Linked DNA regions of Mus musculus: all the other regions are linked to region 3. The links are chromatin contacts, called in public HiChIP or PLAC-seq and promoter capture Hi-C maps. All regions are on one chromosome and are shown on one strand. Each heading gives the region's core, a stretch centred on a gene start, on an enhancer-like site or on the middle of the called end of the contact. The rest is flanking DNA. Distances are from core to core; before and after follow the strand shown.

Region 1 (5,091 bases), core at 2,550-5,049, 590 kb after region 3:
TCTCTGGCCTCTATATTTCAGAGTCATGACAGCCCAATCACCTAGGGTGCTAGGAATTTTCATCCAGGTGGGTTGTGAATAACAGTGGGAAGGAATTCCCATTTTCCAAGATGATCTAGGCAAGAGACAAGACTGATGAAAAACCTAGTCTAGTTGGGCGTGGTGGCTCACGCCTTTAAACCCAGCACTTGGGAGGCAGAAGCAGGCGGATTTCTAAGTTTGAGGCCAGCCTAGTCTACAAAGTGAGTTCCAGGACAGCCAGGGCTACACAGAGAAACCCTGTCTCAAAAAACATAAAACAAAACAAACAAACAAAAAAGAAAAACCTAGTCTAGAACAACAGAGAGTGATTTGGAGAACTGCCAATGCCTAGGTAAGAGACTTATGGAAAGCAGAGACACAGTGTAGGACAATTCAGAGACACGTCAGACCACAGCTGAAGGAGTCCTACATCATAGGCACCAGAAAGCTATAACGAAAACTTGGCTGAGTTTCCGTGAAACCACAGAGCAGGTGACCCAGAAACCTAAGAAATCACCCAGGTTCTCAGAGGAAGGAGTAGTCCTGGATTCATAAGATGATGCGGTGGGACTGAGGATTCTAGGTGTGTGCCTGGGATGAGCAAGGAGCAAGAAGAGGGACTAGCCTACAAGCATATAGCTCACCAAACTTTCCTGAAACAGGGACACACAAGCTCTTTGACCTTCTAAGAAGGGTCTCTTTCTTTTGTCCAATCCCACTGCCTGGTTTTGGACACACACAAACAGCCAAGCTACAGTCAGTGGGGTGGAGAATCACATTTCCCTTAAACATTCCAGCCAATCTGGTGGCTCAAGTTTCTCTTTTGTTTATCAGTTAGTTCTTAAGCCTTCTAAAAAGGTTCATAATTTATTCCCTCACCATTTCAATAAGAAAGTTCTGGTAAAAGATCTTCCTTATCCAGGATCTGGTCAAGATGCAGGGAGACACAGAAACCTAATCTATTGCAAGCATGTAGTTCACTTTCTGTATGTAATTTATCTTGAAAGAGAAAAAAGTCAGCCTTCTATCAAAAGAAGAAAAGAAAGAAAGACAAGAGGAATCAATTAACAGTGTACTTAAAAGACCTCTATCCTTGATTTGGGGCAGAGGGCAAGTTTAGAGACATTTATTTAGAAGGCAGGGAGCTGACTAGCTGCAGTTGTCAGCAGACCAGGTCTGGGTTGAAAGAAAACAGATCTTGGAAAAAGTCATCAGAGTGTTAATGCAGCAGCTTTCAACAATGTCTGTTCATCTGAGTGGAAAAGCCTTGAACTTCAAGACAGGCATTCCAGTATTTCCAAAGAAAAGAGCCAAGTAAAGTATTAAACTTGCCTCCTGCAAAAACTGCTGACCTGTAAGTAGGTGAAAGGGCATATAACTCTTACGAAACTGCTAAGATAGCTCAATAGCATCCAGATCCATTGAAAAAAAATAAATAAACACTGACATTAGTTATGCAGTAGGTCAAAAAGAATCTGGACTTTTGCTGATCAGCCAGCCTCTGGGGAGCTGAATAGTACTGCTTTCACCCTCAGCAGCGAGCAAGACGACAGTGAAGTAGGGGCAAATGACTAGAGAAAGCCCAGCACTCTCAAGGTCAGGGTAAAAATTAAAGACACGACAGGAAGCTGCTTCAGATTTCAACTGCCCCTTTTTTGGGCAGCCAAAGCAGATTTCAGGAATTGATGTGTCAACCCCAACAGCCTCTGCCATCACTTGCTTCCAAGCACTTATGAGTTTGGAGCTTAAGATGTAGAACAATTGACAATCCCTTCTCTGTGGACTCAGGGGTCAAAAGCACTTTACTATCTCAGTAAATACATTTTTTGTTGTTGTTTTGTTTTTCAAAATAGAGAACTTCCCTATGTAGCCCAGGCTGTCCTAGAACTCAACTCTGTAGACCAGGCTGGCCTCCAACTCCTAGAGTTCTTCCTGCCTCTGCCTCCTGAGTGCTCAGACTAAAGGAGTGTGCTCCATCACTGACCAGGCCCTTTTTTGTTAGGTAGTGATACCTGATCCTGGCACGATGTCACTTAAGTTAAAAATCCCCAATGGAGCTCAGATTTCATTCTTACTACTTATGTAGTAGGTAAGCACAGGTTTGAACACATCTAACCACAAACTCCCAAAGGAAACAGACAGTGACTCTTGTGGGGATACTCTCTGACTCTACTCTTGAAGAATGATATATACCTGAGAGCCCCTGTAAGGAGGGAAGCTCAGTCTATACCTCCAAGAGTCTTAAATGCCAAACAGGTACTCCTAGCTTCTCCCTACTGCTCCTGAAACCATTTCTTGATGTTGGATCTAGACCTAAGGGCTAACTAAACTCACCAAGAAACTATCTCCAACTGGCCAATCCCAATCCCTGATACTCAATGAACCAGTTGCTCAATAGTATCACAGAAGATTCTTCTCATATTCTGCATATTCAATACTGCTGAGCCTCCAGGAAACTACAGTTGGTGCCCAAGTCCCCAAACACATCCACATGCACCATTAAATGGCCTGCCACACCCCCAGCAGAGTGACTGAGAAATGTCAAAGTCACCCAAGAATAAAGTGCAAGGGGATGAGGAATTAGGTTTCCATCGCTTTTCAGAGTAACCTTACATGCCTTACCGAACCTCTCCAGTGATCTTGTCCCAGAATACTGTGGAAAAGACTCCATACCAACAAGTCACCCTGGATAGATCTGCAGACACATGGGTCCTTAAGAAGTAACAATCCATCGCGGGCAAATGGAAAACAGTTTCTCCTGGGGCATGGCAAGCCTTCATTTTGGGATGAGGACAGGTGAGGGAAGAAAGAATAACTCCAGAAAAGGTAGAGAGTTTGGAACACACGTTTCTTTAACTTTAAAAAGTTCTGCAAAGAGTCTTTCCTTTCTGAACAGAGGCTAAAACTGTGGCCTCTTCTCTGGAGCAAGTCTGAATCCGGCCCCTCTGAATCACATCACTACCTCGAGAAAGTCCCACCCCTCAGGGTCTCAGGGCATCTCCTAAGGGGCAGAACCTTCTGGACTCTATCTTCAATGGGACCCTATGGACGGATGGTCTGCCAGACACTTGTCCCCTGAGGGGCGTACTATGGCTAGAAGTCATCTCATAAAATGTTCCTGGGCCACCTGACTGGAGGATGCTCATCAGCCTGTGCGTTGGACGAAGGGCTACAACCGTCGCCGCGATGTCACCAGACCCTGATAGGGGGGCTGTCACCTACCTCTGTCACGATGGTGGACAGGAAGACGTCCTTGTCGTACTCCCAGCCATCCAGGCAGCTCTCCTGCTCCAGCTGCTCCAGGTCCACGTCCCGCCCCGGCTCCAGCCCTAGCTCAGAGAAGTTGGCGATGGTGGCCAGTCGGTAGCGGCGGCATTTCTGAGGCACCTGTCGTCCGTCCTTCGTCTCCAACGGGATACTGTGGTTGCGCCACGCGCTGCTCAGGTTCACGGTGTGAGGCACAAGGCAACGGTGCTCCGGGGTCCCCGCCAGGAACACGATGGACATACCATTGAAGCCATTGGGGATGATGCTGGCGCTGAGCAGGAAGAAGATGAGGCGCTGGAAGGGCCCCCACTCGCCTAGGAAGGCGGTCACCTCGTCGTAGTCCCGCATGCCGTCCTCAGCCTCCCACAGCGCCCGTATGGGAATAAGGGGACACCGTGGCGCGGGAGACGGGGCGCTGAGAGCCTCTGCGTGCAAGGCTCGTGAGTTCCCACCGACGCCTCCGACTCGGCCACCGCCAACTTTACATAGGGCCTGAGGGCGGGGCGGGCTCTGGGCATGGGCCTGGGCCGCAAGGCCCGCCCCGCCGTCCCGGCTCTGAGGCGCGGCGCGGCGCGGCACGGCGGGGGCGGGGCAGGGGCCTGAGTGACGCACAGTGGGCGCCGGCCATCGGCCGCGCGTGCGCCTGAGGCGGAGCCGAGCTAGGACTCAGAACTAGCTGGGCGGTACAGAAGGCGGGGCTGAACCGGGCTTCAGAACTGTCAGCGAGGGAGGGGTGTGGCTTCATTCGACCACGCCTCCATAGTCTCTACGGGGCCCGGGTTGGGTGAACACTTCTAGTTCCGCCCAGACTGGAAGACTGAGGCGGGGCGTCTGTGAGCCACGCCCCTAACAGGTCCGCTCTAGGGGGCGGAATTGGGTCTTTTCAGGACACTTCCTGGAGCAGGTTCCCAGGGTGCCCTTCTCTTGAGGGAAAGGGTGACTTTGAAAAGTTTGTGTCCAAGGCCATCCTGGGAAGACCATTCTGGGTGTTCAATGGAAAGAGGCTTAGAATTTAAGCAGTAAACAGCCCACCTTCTCAAATTTTTGTTGTGGTTGAGAGATATTGTGAACCTCGGAGAGTCTCATTGACAACGACAGCCTTTGTTGCAGTTTTTCCTGGAAAGACTGCCATCTTTTGTGGCTGCGGAGATAGCTCAGCTAGGACTCTCTTTAAGAGTCCAGATTGCTCCTCCAGAGGACCTTGGCTTGCTTCCTAAAAGGCATAGGGCAGCTCACAGGCCCAGTAGGCATGCACTCGGCACATTAGACAAAACAGACTTGCAGGCAAAACACTCATACACATAAAATAAAATAATAGTTATATATATTTACATATAATATATACATATATTAAAAAGGGGTGGATTTTGAGACTGGTGATGAGAAAGGTGGCAATGAATTTTAATTCCCAGACTATTATGTTCTTAAATTATTTTGTTGTCTTTTGATTTAAGAAATAGTAAAATTTTGACTTCAAGATTAAGGATCTTAGTGTAGGATTAATCTCTCAGATTTGTAATTTTTACAATTAATGCAGGAGCCAACTTGTTAAAAAACCAAAACAAAAACTTACCAGAGTTTGTGGCAAAGGACCTTAATCAAGTCTGGTCTTTATAGCCAGTTCCAGGTTCTCAAATAAACAACAACAACAAACTTTACCATGAAACCCATTATTTTGTCCTAGTAATATATTCTAAAAACCAACAACACCCAAAAACAAAACAAAAAACAAAAAACCGACCAGCAACTGTATGATTCTGAAGCAACACTGTCTAATAAAATAAGAAGTTACCCTTATAATTT
Region 2 (4,552 bases), core at 2,022-4,521, 540 kb before region 3:
AGGAGCCAAGTGGCCAAGAGGCTACATAGCCAAAATGGCTGGGTCATATAGGGCAGAGAAGCTGGGGGAAGGGAGGTGATGCTCAGAGGCTGGAGAGGTTGAGGAGAGGGGGCCGGGTATGGCAGCCAGGATGACCCTGTGACAGGTACTTGCTGAGAGCCTGCCAGCCAGTCTCATTTCTGAGAATAAGTTAAATAGGCACCTCAGTAGCCATTTGTCCTGAGTTGGAGACCTTATAACTAGTATGATAAAGACACAGTCATTTTAGATAGAAAGTGGTCTTGGGCCCACCCTCCCTTTCCCTCCCCCCCTGCCCCCCCACCCCCCCGCCCCCCCCTGCCACCCAGGGCTAGAGAGTTGGCTCAGTGATTCAGAGCACAGATTGCTCTTCCAGAGGACCTGGAGACCGGAAGAGGGTGTTTATTCCTGGAAATGGAGTTACAGGTGACAGTGAGCCACCATGTGGTTGCTGGGAATTGAACCCAGGTTCTCTGCACTGTTCTTGCAGAGTTTGATTCCTAGTGGCTATTCTGGTGGCTCACAACCACCTGTAACTCTAGCTCCCAGGGGACCTGATGCCCTCTTCTGGCTTCCTTGGGTACCTGCACATACATGTACAGCCCCCACATTTGCATAATTAAATCTTAAAAACAAAAACAAAACACTGGAAAAGTAAAAAAACAAAAACAAAACAGTCTCTGTTAGTCTGGGCTACACAGTGAGAACCTGCCTCAAAACCTACCAAAACAAGGGATGTTTAAACTTCTAGACCTCATAGAGTAGAAGTATATTGATCACTTCCGCTTGTGTTTCTGAATCTGTACAGCTGAGCTAGTGCACTAACGCAATTTATGTTCGGAGCCCTTCCACCCCAAACGTTCTGAATTGTACAAATTCAAAATTTTACCTTAAAAAAATAAATAAACAGGGCTGGTGAGATGGCTCAGTGAGTAAGAGCACCCGACTGCTCTTCCGAAGGTCCGGAGTTCAAATCCCAGCAACCACATGGTGGCTCACAACCATCTGTAACAAGATCTGACGCCCTCTTCTGGTGTGTCTGAAGACAGCTACAGTGTACTTACATATAATAAATAAATAAATCTTTAAAAAATATAAATAAACAAAGCAACAAAACTTCCCCCAAGAATCCTAGTTAGCTAACGAGAAGCTTGCAAGTCCTGAAACGAAGATGCAAGGAAAGATGCAAGCAAATTCCAAAAGTCTCTGTGGGAAAACCAGCTTCATTCCCAGCCCAGAATGTGCTAGTAAAACAAAGAAATACACGGTGAAAGCACAAAGCAACTGGAAGAGGCATCAGCATGCGTGCGGCACCCAATGCTGCCTCTCGGAGGTGTGTTCGACTCCAACCTTCCCACGTCACTTTCTCTTATTCCAAGGTGACTCGTTATCCCACTCTGGTTTTCCGCTCAGTGGTCACAACGGCTCGCCGTGGAGGTCAGCATCAGCTCTTGGGGAGTAATCTGAACATCTGTTTCATAGCAGTTTCGTTCTCCTTCTCCTTCCTTGGGAAGCATGAAGAAGCCCAACGTTGTTTAGAACATTAAACGTGGCTATTTCTGGTCTTGGTCAGTCTGCAGGCCTTGACTTATACGTGACCTCTAGTTATTAAAAAACAACAACCTCAAAAAATGAAACACCACTCTCCTGCCTGGAATCCTGCACTCTGGCTACTGGGCTGCCTCAGCGACTTGATGCTTAGAAAAGAGGGATATGCCTCTTTTTCCACCTCATCTTGGAGAGCTGTGTGGTTTAGTCCCATCTGCAGACTGGGGATGCAAGTTCAGAAGGGGTTGGGGGAGCGGGACATCACTTCTGTGCCCCCTGGCACCTGTTAGGGGCACTCATTTTCTCTTTCTCAAGATGGAAATTGTGCCTCACCTCCTGAATTCCAGGTATATTCAGAGAATCCAGCCTCCAGCCAGCCTTGGGGATTCATTCATGGATGGCATTGGCAGAAAATCATGGTCAAATAGCAGAGAGCATCATTCTGGCCACAGCCCCAGGGCACAGAGAATACCGCTGCCTTTTTATATCTGAGTGCAAATTTTGGCGCTCACTGGCCAAGTCACAGCTGACTACGACTTGGAAGTCACTTTGATTTTTTGCAGCTGAGAAGCAATTACAACCGGGTCTGAGTTGCACCACTCTCTGGACAGTGGTGGAAGGAGGGCTAGATCCTACACCAACAACCTGAGCAAGAAAGGCTCTGTCGCCCCACTCACTGCAGTATCTTCCGGAACCAGCCCAGAGGCTTGTACTCCAGGGGCCCAATGGAAGGACAGACTCAACCAGCCTTTCATATTTCCACAATTTCTTTTCTATTTAACTAATCTTATCTGCAGGGAAGCCCCGTTGAGCCCTCCTGCAAATCAGGAGAGATCCCAAAGGCATGGGCAGGACAGAAAGCCATTGGACATCCACACCAGCACAGTAGGAGGCAGGACCTGGGCAACTGTGAGGTTAGGTCGAAAGTGACAGAGGTGTTTGCAATTTAGCTGAGCACATATGAAGAGCTGTGGAGGAAAGAGAGAAGAGAAGAGAAGAGAAGAGAAGAGAAGAGAAGAGAAGAGAAGAGAAGAGAAGAGAAGAGAAGAGAAGAGAAAAGAGATGGAAAAGCCAGGAAGCTGAGGTCTTAGGCCCAGGAGAGGAAAGTGTCTTGTTTTAGGAACAAGACACGTTCCCGGCTCAGCCTGGTCAGGCTTGGCAAATGTCACCTGGGAATCTTGTAAGCGTCTCTAGTTGGGAGTAAAGAAAACTTTGCTCTTTCACAGGTAGTTGGTTCTCAATGCAGGGAGGAGTGTTCCCTGAATATTGCTTCAGGGACATCTCTCTTGGTGCAATGTACCGACCCCGTAAGGTTTCACGAGAAATGGCCGCTGATTGAGAGCAATCCTGCGCTTTGAGCAAAGCACAACCTTGGGGGAGGCTGGCCCGGAAAAGAGCTTAGAGGAGAGGAGGGGTAAGTGGGAAAACAGAGGCAGGGGGTTGTCACCTGCTGAGCTTCCTGGGAGCCAGGGGAAAGAGAGCTGTCTGGCCCAGGTGGTGCAGGGAACAGGGAATCCTCGCGCTCTGCTTGCGCGCCGGGCTGCTCTACACCTGCCGCGGGGTCTGACCCGCAAGCAGGCGGGAGGCGAGCACAGGTGGCGGCGATTGGGCAGGCGGGGCCCGGAGGGTGACGTCACGGGCTCCGGTCCCGGCGGCAGAAATAGGGCAGCCGCGGCAGCGGTGGCACAGCGGCGGGCGGCGGAGGCTCGGAGAGCTGGAGCTTGGACTATCTCTAGCACGCCAGGGGACCAGCCGACAGCCGGAGACGACCCAGCCGAGGACGCGGGGTCCGGGTCGCCGCCTCTGTCGCCGCCACGGGGCGCTCCCTCCCTTCCACCCGAGTCCGGCCACCTGGTCATTCCCTCGGCCCCGGCCGCCGTAGGTAAGCGGGTCGCAGCTCCGGAGAAGATGCGGGTGTCCGAGTCGTGCCACCGCCGCCAGCTCGTCCCGCTGCTCTCCGCCCGGGTCCCGACGCCCGCAGCTCCGCAGCTCGCTGCAGGGCCCGGTGCGGGCGTTCGCAGGTTCTCACTGCCCACGCCTGGAGAGCCAAGTTTGCGCGCCTGGCTACGGGCACGGGACCACAGGGCCGGGACTCGGCAGGGCCACCCTGGATGCGCTAGGACTGGGGGCTTAAAGCTGGGGTACATGGGGTTTGACACCCGGGGATCAGCGGTGGGGAACGGAGTGATCCTTATAGGCGCGCGGGGCGCCACGCAGAACTGCTCTGGCTGAGCCCGAAGCTCGCGATCCGCACCGAGACCCTGCAGGCGCCGCTCTTGGGCTCTGAACCCCCGGATGGCCTCAGCCAAACCCTAGCGACAGACCCTGGCTCAGACCTGTGCCCTTGGCTGGGATCTAGAGTGCGGGGCGGGCATCCTTTGCACCTTCTTCCCCTCCGCTTTGCGGGGAAACTTGCGTCCCCTTGTCGCAGCCCAAAGATAATCTGCGCCTCTCTTGGCCCTCGTTATCCCATGGCCCTCAGTGTAAGGAGCTCAAGAAGAGGGCATCCTAGCAGAACCCTGCCCTGGGGACCTTGTGGCTTTCATCTTGCGAGGCCACAGTTGTTGCCAGTAAGCAGCTGCTGTAACCCACTGGGAAGTCTCTAGGGAGCAGTTTGTCCTGAGGATATTTAGGTTGGGGGTGGGTGGGTAGGTGCTAAGAGCAACTGTGCTGACTGACTTCGGCCCCTCTTTGCTCCACCGAAGGAAGAGAGACCATTTCTAAGTTTCAGAGGAGACCTGGGAAACGCAGGCAGAGCGCTGCTCTTGGGGCGCATGTCGCCTGGAGTTTGGGTAGCACTGCAGCACGAGGCTTTGAGCACTCTCTGCAGCTGACAAAGCCGTGTCCCACTTGGCTTCCCCTATGTCTGCCACCTGAGGACTTCCTGTCCTGAAACTTGCAAGGGAAGAAACTGACTGGCAGCGGTCGGTAGGGCTCGTGGTGCCCAGAATTTGGCGAGCGTCTATGCTGTCCTTTGGTCAGCTCA
Region 3 (5,055 bases), core at 996-3,495:
GCTTCTGCAGGTCAAGGCTCTGCCCAAAGAGCCAAATCTTCAGCTCAGACTGTTGAAATTTCTTGGAAAGATGATCTTCCCAAAAGTGAGGAACCAGCAGCATCATTACCAAATACGAAATTAGTGCTAAAATGACTAGAAGCAAAAATGTTTAACTTTTCAAATGCCAGTACAAGATACCTCTGTACAAATACTACTCATACTGCCAGGTGTGGTGGCCCACGCCTTTAGTCCCAGCACTCGGGAGGCAGAGGCAGGCGAATTTCTGAGTTCGAGGCCAGCCTGGTCTACAGAGTTAGTTCCAGGACAGCCAGGGCTACACAGAGAAACCCTGTCTCAAAAAAAAGAAACAAACAAACAAAGACTACTCATAATACCTAGCTTAAAAAGGACAAATGGGAAGAGAGCTTGGTACTGGGGTGGGAAGGGACGTTGAAAACTGACTCTGATAATGGTACCAGAGCTCTGTGGCACCAAACTCGAGAATTGGGTGCCAGGCAATAGCTTACTTGGTAGAGTGCTTGTTTTGTATGCATGAAGCCCTGGCTTCAAGCCCCCACTGTACAGCAAACTGGGTGTTGTGCCTGCACACCTGTACACTTGGGAGATGAAGGGAGGAGGATTAAGAGTCATTCCCAGACACAAAGTTATTTCAAAACAGTCTGGGAGACAGGAAACTGGCCTCAGAAGGTTGGTTAAAAACAAGATAAAAACAATGATCTGGGACTGTGAACCCAAAAACAACAGAGCTTCTTCCAAAGTTTACCTAAAGGAATTCAGTAGATTAACATCTTTTTTAAGACAAAGCTTTCTTTTCTGCGTAGCCCTGCCTATCCTGAAATGGTCTCTATGAACCAGGCTGGCCTCGAACTCACTGCAGCCTGCCTCTGCCTCCCTGCGAGAGCTGGGATTAAAGGCCTGTGCCACCAGCGCCAGATAAATAAAATTTTAACGCACCTGTAATACCAGATTCTAGCAGACAGAAGCAGAATGAAAATTTTAGGTCATCCTGGGCTAAATGTGGGGGAAAAAATCCTACATATATCTAAAAAGTAGACTCCCTTTTACTCCAGCAAGCTCTGAGTGAGTCTTTTTTTTTTTTTTTTTTTTTTTTGCAGATTTGTCTATACTGGTCCCATAACTTCATGTAAGTTCTAGAAGTCAAACAGAGCCCTTGAGTCATGCATTAACAATTGTGGCAACCTTCCGGCTGGAATTCATTAGCATGAAAAACTAACGCTGTTAAGGAATAGGTGAGCAGCCTGGGTAAGGAATGACCCAACCTAACTCAATATCCAAAAACGAATGAAGGGAGTTAAAACGCTATCAAGAAAAGCATGGACTTTATTCAGGGCCTGCCGTGGGTACTCAGACTCCACATCTTCCGGGCGCCACCCCGCCCCCACTCACGTGGGACTCAGAGCGCTTCCCAGTCCCGAGGCCACAATCTTGCAAGTTAACTTTTATTAAATGCTCGCCGTGGGCCGAGTTTGAACCTCTATTGGATTCGACGAGCTCAGCAAGCCCTGGACCTCGTTTCAGACCGAACCACCCAAACCCTCCCCCCCCCCAAAAAAGGAGGTGAGAGCGGTCGGTCCATCCCACGGTCTCAGGCCCGCCTTCTCTTTCAGTTCCTGCTCCTGCCCTCCGCCGATCAGAGTACCGGCTCAAAGCCTTCGTTTGGCCCGCGCGAAAGGGCCTCGTGCCTGGCGCAGGCCCAGGATCCGAAGCAGGTGGCAGCCGCGGGCGACCCGGCACTCGGCGGGGGTCTCCTGCGGACCCTCGCCCGGAAAGCGAGGCGACCCCGCCAGCCAAGCCCCACTTACGGCGTGCAGCGGTCGCTATACTCGTTAGCGATCGTCTCGATGCCGCCGGCGCGGGCCACAGCGACATAGCAGCTCTGAAAGCCCAGGTCTATGCCCACCACCGACATGGCGCCGGCTACTGCTCCGGCTCGGGCCCAGGGCCGGCCGCCGACACTGCACACGGAACCCGGCGGGGTTGGCGCGTGGAAGAGGGCGAGCCGCGTGGGCCGGTGGAGCGCCGCGGCTGGGCGGGCGAAGCCGGACGACCGTCCGCTAGGAGGCTTGGGGCTTGGAGAAAGACGGGGGCCTCTACCGCTCGGGCCGCGGCTCCGGCTCCACGGCCGCAGAGGAGGCGCCGGTCGCGGAGGCGGAGAAGATCTCGAAGGCTCTCGTTGCAACAGGAGCAAGGTTGCAGCGCGAGAACTGCGCTGAAACGAAACGTTCTCGCGAGACCCCGGCTCAGACGCTTTTCCTCCCAAGGCTCCTCCCGTCTGACGAAGTCTGGCGTCACGTCCTGGCACAGGAACCGTGAAAGGAAGTGGGGGGACGGAAGCGGTCCGACGCGAAGTGGGCCACTGAGCCTGCGCGGAGAAGCCCCCCACAATCCTCCCTGAGCTGCAGGGCGCCTCCCATCCAGAAGTCAGGCGAGCGGGAGTGAGACAGTTCTTCGGGGAGCTGCATTGAACCCACTTCCGCCGTGCTCGTCACCGCGGAGGGACTTCCGGCAGTGACTTTGCAGGCTCTCTGCAGGGTTTTTTTTTTTTTTTTTAAGGCCCCACAGTGAACTCGAGTTAATCCTGCTAAGGGCGCTAAGGGTTTCAGCTCGGCTCTACGTAAAACTCAGTATTAAAACCAAGCGCTAACTAAAAGAATCCGAAGCCACGCTTCCACCTACTTTTAACCACTCACTTCCCGTGATCAGACGAGGGACCTTTCAGTCCTAGGTGTTTTCCCTGAGCTGGACACAAGGGTCCAAATCACATGCTCCGTGGAGTGGGAGGTCTAAGACCAGTGTCACGTTTATGTGAATGCTAACACATTATTATATAGAGTAGGTGGGGAGGGGACAGAATGTCCTGCAGGACAGTCCTCAAGGATGACCTTGAAATTCGGAAGCTCTTTTCTCCTTAGTGCTGGGACCCACTTACAGCCATGCCCCCACCCTGCGTTAAACTAAAGAATCTGAAACTATAGTGACCACTACGTTAGCCAGTTGCGGAAAGCTGGAGGGGAACCAGCTTCAACGCGTTTCTGATTATTACCAACCCAGAGTGCAGGAGGAAGATCCTAAGTTTCCCGGTTTCTGGCTGTTTTGTGGCTGAGGATATAGAGTACAGTGCTAGAACACTTGCAGGCTCAGGGCCTTGGACTGGATCCCCAACACCACAAAACTGAAAGGATTTTTAAATTTCACTTATTTGTCACCTCTTGTTCATAGGTGCCTAACGGTGTCCAACACAGTAAACCGTGCGGGAGAGATGGCTCCACAGTTAATACGTGCTGTGAAACCATACAGACTGGGGTTTGAATCCCAATCTCGATCTGTCATCGAGAACCTAGCAGGACAAAGACAAGAGGTTAACTGGAGGGGCTCCCTGACTAGCAGCCTAGTCCAAAAACTAGAGCTCCAGTTTCAGAGAGAGACCCTGCCTCCAAAAACTACATCAGAGAGCAACAGGGGATATCTGTTCTCCCTCAAGCCTCTGTGCAGCACATGGCCGCCCTCACAGAACATGGCCGCCCTCACAGCACTTCTACACGTGGATGCACGCGCGCACACACACTCTGGATTATCACCATCAGGAGAGAGCAAAGAGTTTCTAGTCAAAGGTAATAAGTGAGGGTTAATAGCCTAAAGCCCCCAGCACCTGAGAAACTCCCTTCGGGTACTTAGGAGTAGAAAAGCTCCAGACCAGGGATCAACATGTCAGACTCCTGGCATAGATGCCAACATAGTAAGGACTCCACCAAAATGTATGTGCATGGGAAAGCACAAAGTAGGTCGGCAGAAATATCTTCCCACCCAAAAGTTTCCTCTGCTGCCCTATAAAATCCCAAGCCCAGAGCCCTGACACAGTCTCCACATCCAAGGAGGAAACATCTATCCTTCAGCTGTTCTGATTTAGACGTGGTAATGATCCTGTGAGAGGTTGGTCTTCCCTTTTACTTCCACATCACCTTGATCAATCCTGATCTAACAATGAGAGTTATAGGCATAAAATAGTGGCAACTCGGAAGACGTTCCACAAAAGAAAAAGGCCGTGATAGAGGGGAAAACTAGCAATACATTACTTAGTATTTAGTAAGGTTTGAACAGGAAAGGGTTTTGGGGGTTTTTTGTTTTGTTTTGTTTTGTTTTACTTATATGAGCACACTGTAGCTGTTTTCAGGCATACCAAAAGAGAGCATAAGATCCTATCACAGATTGTTGTGAGCCATCATGTGGTTGTTGGGAATTGAACTCAAGACCTTTGGAGGAGTAGCCAGTGCTCTTAACCGCTGAACCATCTCTCCAGCTCCTTGTTTGTTTGTTTTTTTTTTAAAGATGTATTTATTTTATGTCTATGAGTACACCATTGTTCTCTTCATACACACCAGAAGAGGGCATCCGATCCCATTATAGATAGTTGTGAGCCACCATGTGGTTGCTGGGAATTGAACTCAGGACCTCTGAAAGAGCAGTCAGTGCTCTTAACTGCTGAGCTTGCATTTATCAATTTATCTATGTGCCATGGTATAAATGTAGAGATCAGAGGACAACTGTGGGTTCCAGGAATTGAACTCAGACATGAAGCCTGGTGGTACCTACAGAGTCTTCTGGCCAGCCCTTACATTGGATGGCCTACAGTAAGTTTTGTATTCCTAGAGGACAGATCCAGTAAGAGTAATCACCCAAAAAGTTAATATCCAAGCAAACAAAGCACTTACCATTTCTTTGAAAGAAGAGTCTCTCCGAATTTATTGCTGCCTCTGGAGGCATTTCATTCATTAGTAGCCAAAATGGTACCATCTTTAAATTTGCCAATTACCAGAAGATCCTCACATTTGAACTAAAGACAATAACCAGATGCTACTGGAAAGGGTAATAGGGTCTTATAAATGAATACATAACAAACCTTTAGAAAAAGAGAGTAAGCTAGGGAGAGTGGCCCACTCCTGATATACCAGCAGTTACAAGGCTGCGGCAGTAGGAGCAGGGGAAGATCAAGACTAACCTCAGGAGCTGGCAAAATGGCTCAGTGGTTAAGAG

Evidence for each region. HiChIP or PLAC-seq counts read pairs in DNA pulled down with a chosen protein or histone mark. Capture Hi-C pulls out chosen DNA fragments and counts their contacts.
Region 1: a contact with region 3 is called in a promoter capture Hi-C map of liver, with 2.0 times the contacts expected there. The contact joins the promoter of Slc22a5 here to the promoter of Hspa4 in region 3. A contact is called at or near these places in 1 of 39 promoter capture datasets (pre-B cells), 4 of 115 datasets of contacts at active chromatin or transcription factors (double positive thymocytes, large pre-B cells, memory CD8 T cells and 1 more) and 1 of 9 other capture datasets (liver).
Region 2: an H3K4me3 HiChIP or PLAC-seq map of craniofacial prominence shows a contact between it and region 3, with 5 times the contacts expected there. The contact joins the promoter of Fstl4 here to the promoter of Hspa4 in region 3. A contact is called at or near these places in 2 of 39 promoter capture datasets (hippocampal neurons and neural stem cells) and 6 of 115 datasets of contacts at active chromatin or transcription factors (VIP interneurons, cardiomyocytes, craniofacial prominence and 3 more).

What each region holds. Positions count from the first base shown.
Region 1 is chr11:53,887,904-53,892,994 of GRCm38.p6, forward strand. It overlaps Slc22a5 (solute carrier family 22 (organic cation transporter), member 5), which reads right to left and starts at 3,800. Exons shown (of 10, transcript NM_011396.3): 1 at 3,244-3,800. The coding sequence starts at 3,636.
Region 2 is chr11:52,761,435-52,765,986 of GRCm38.p6, forward strand. It overlaps Fstl4 (follistatin-like 4), which reads left to right and starts at 3,272. Exons shown (of 16, transcript NM_177059.3): 1 at 3,272-3,448.
Region 3 is chr11:53,298,234-53,303,288 of GRCm38.p6, forward strand. Hspa4 (heat shock protein 4) reads right to left here and starts at 2,246. Exons shown (of 19, transcript NM_008300.3): 1 at 1,827-2,246. The coding sequence starts at 1,933.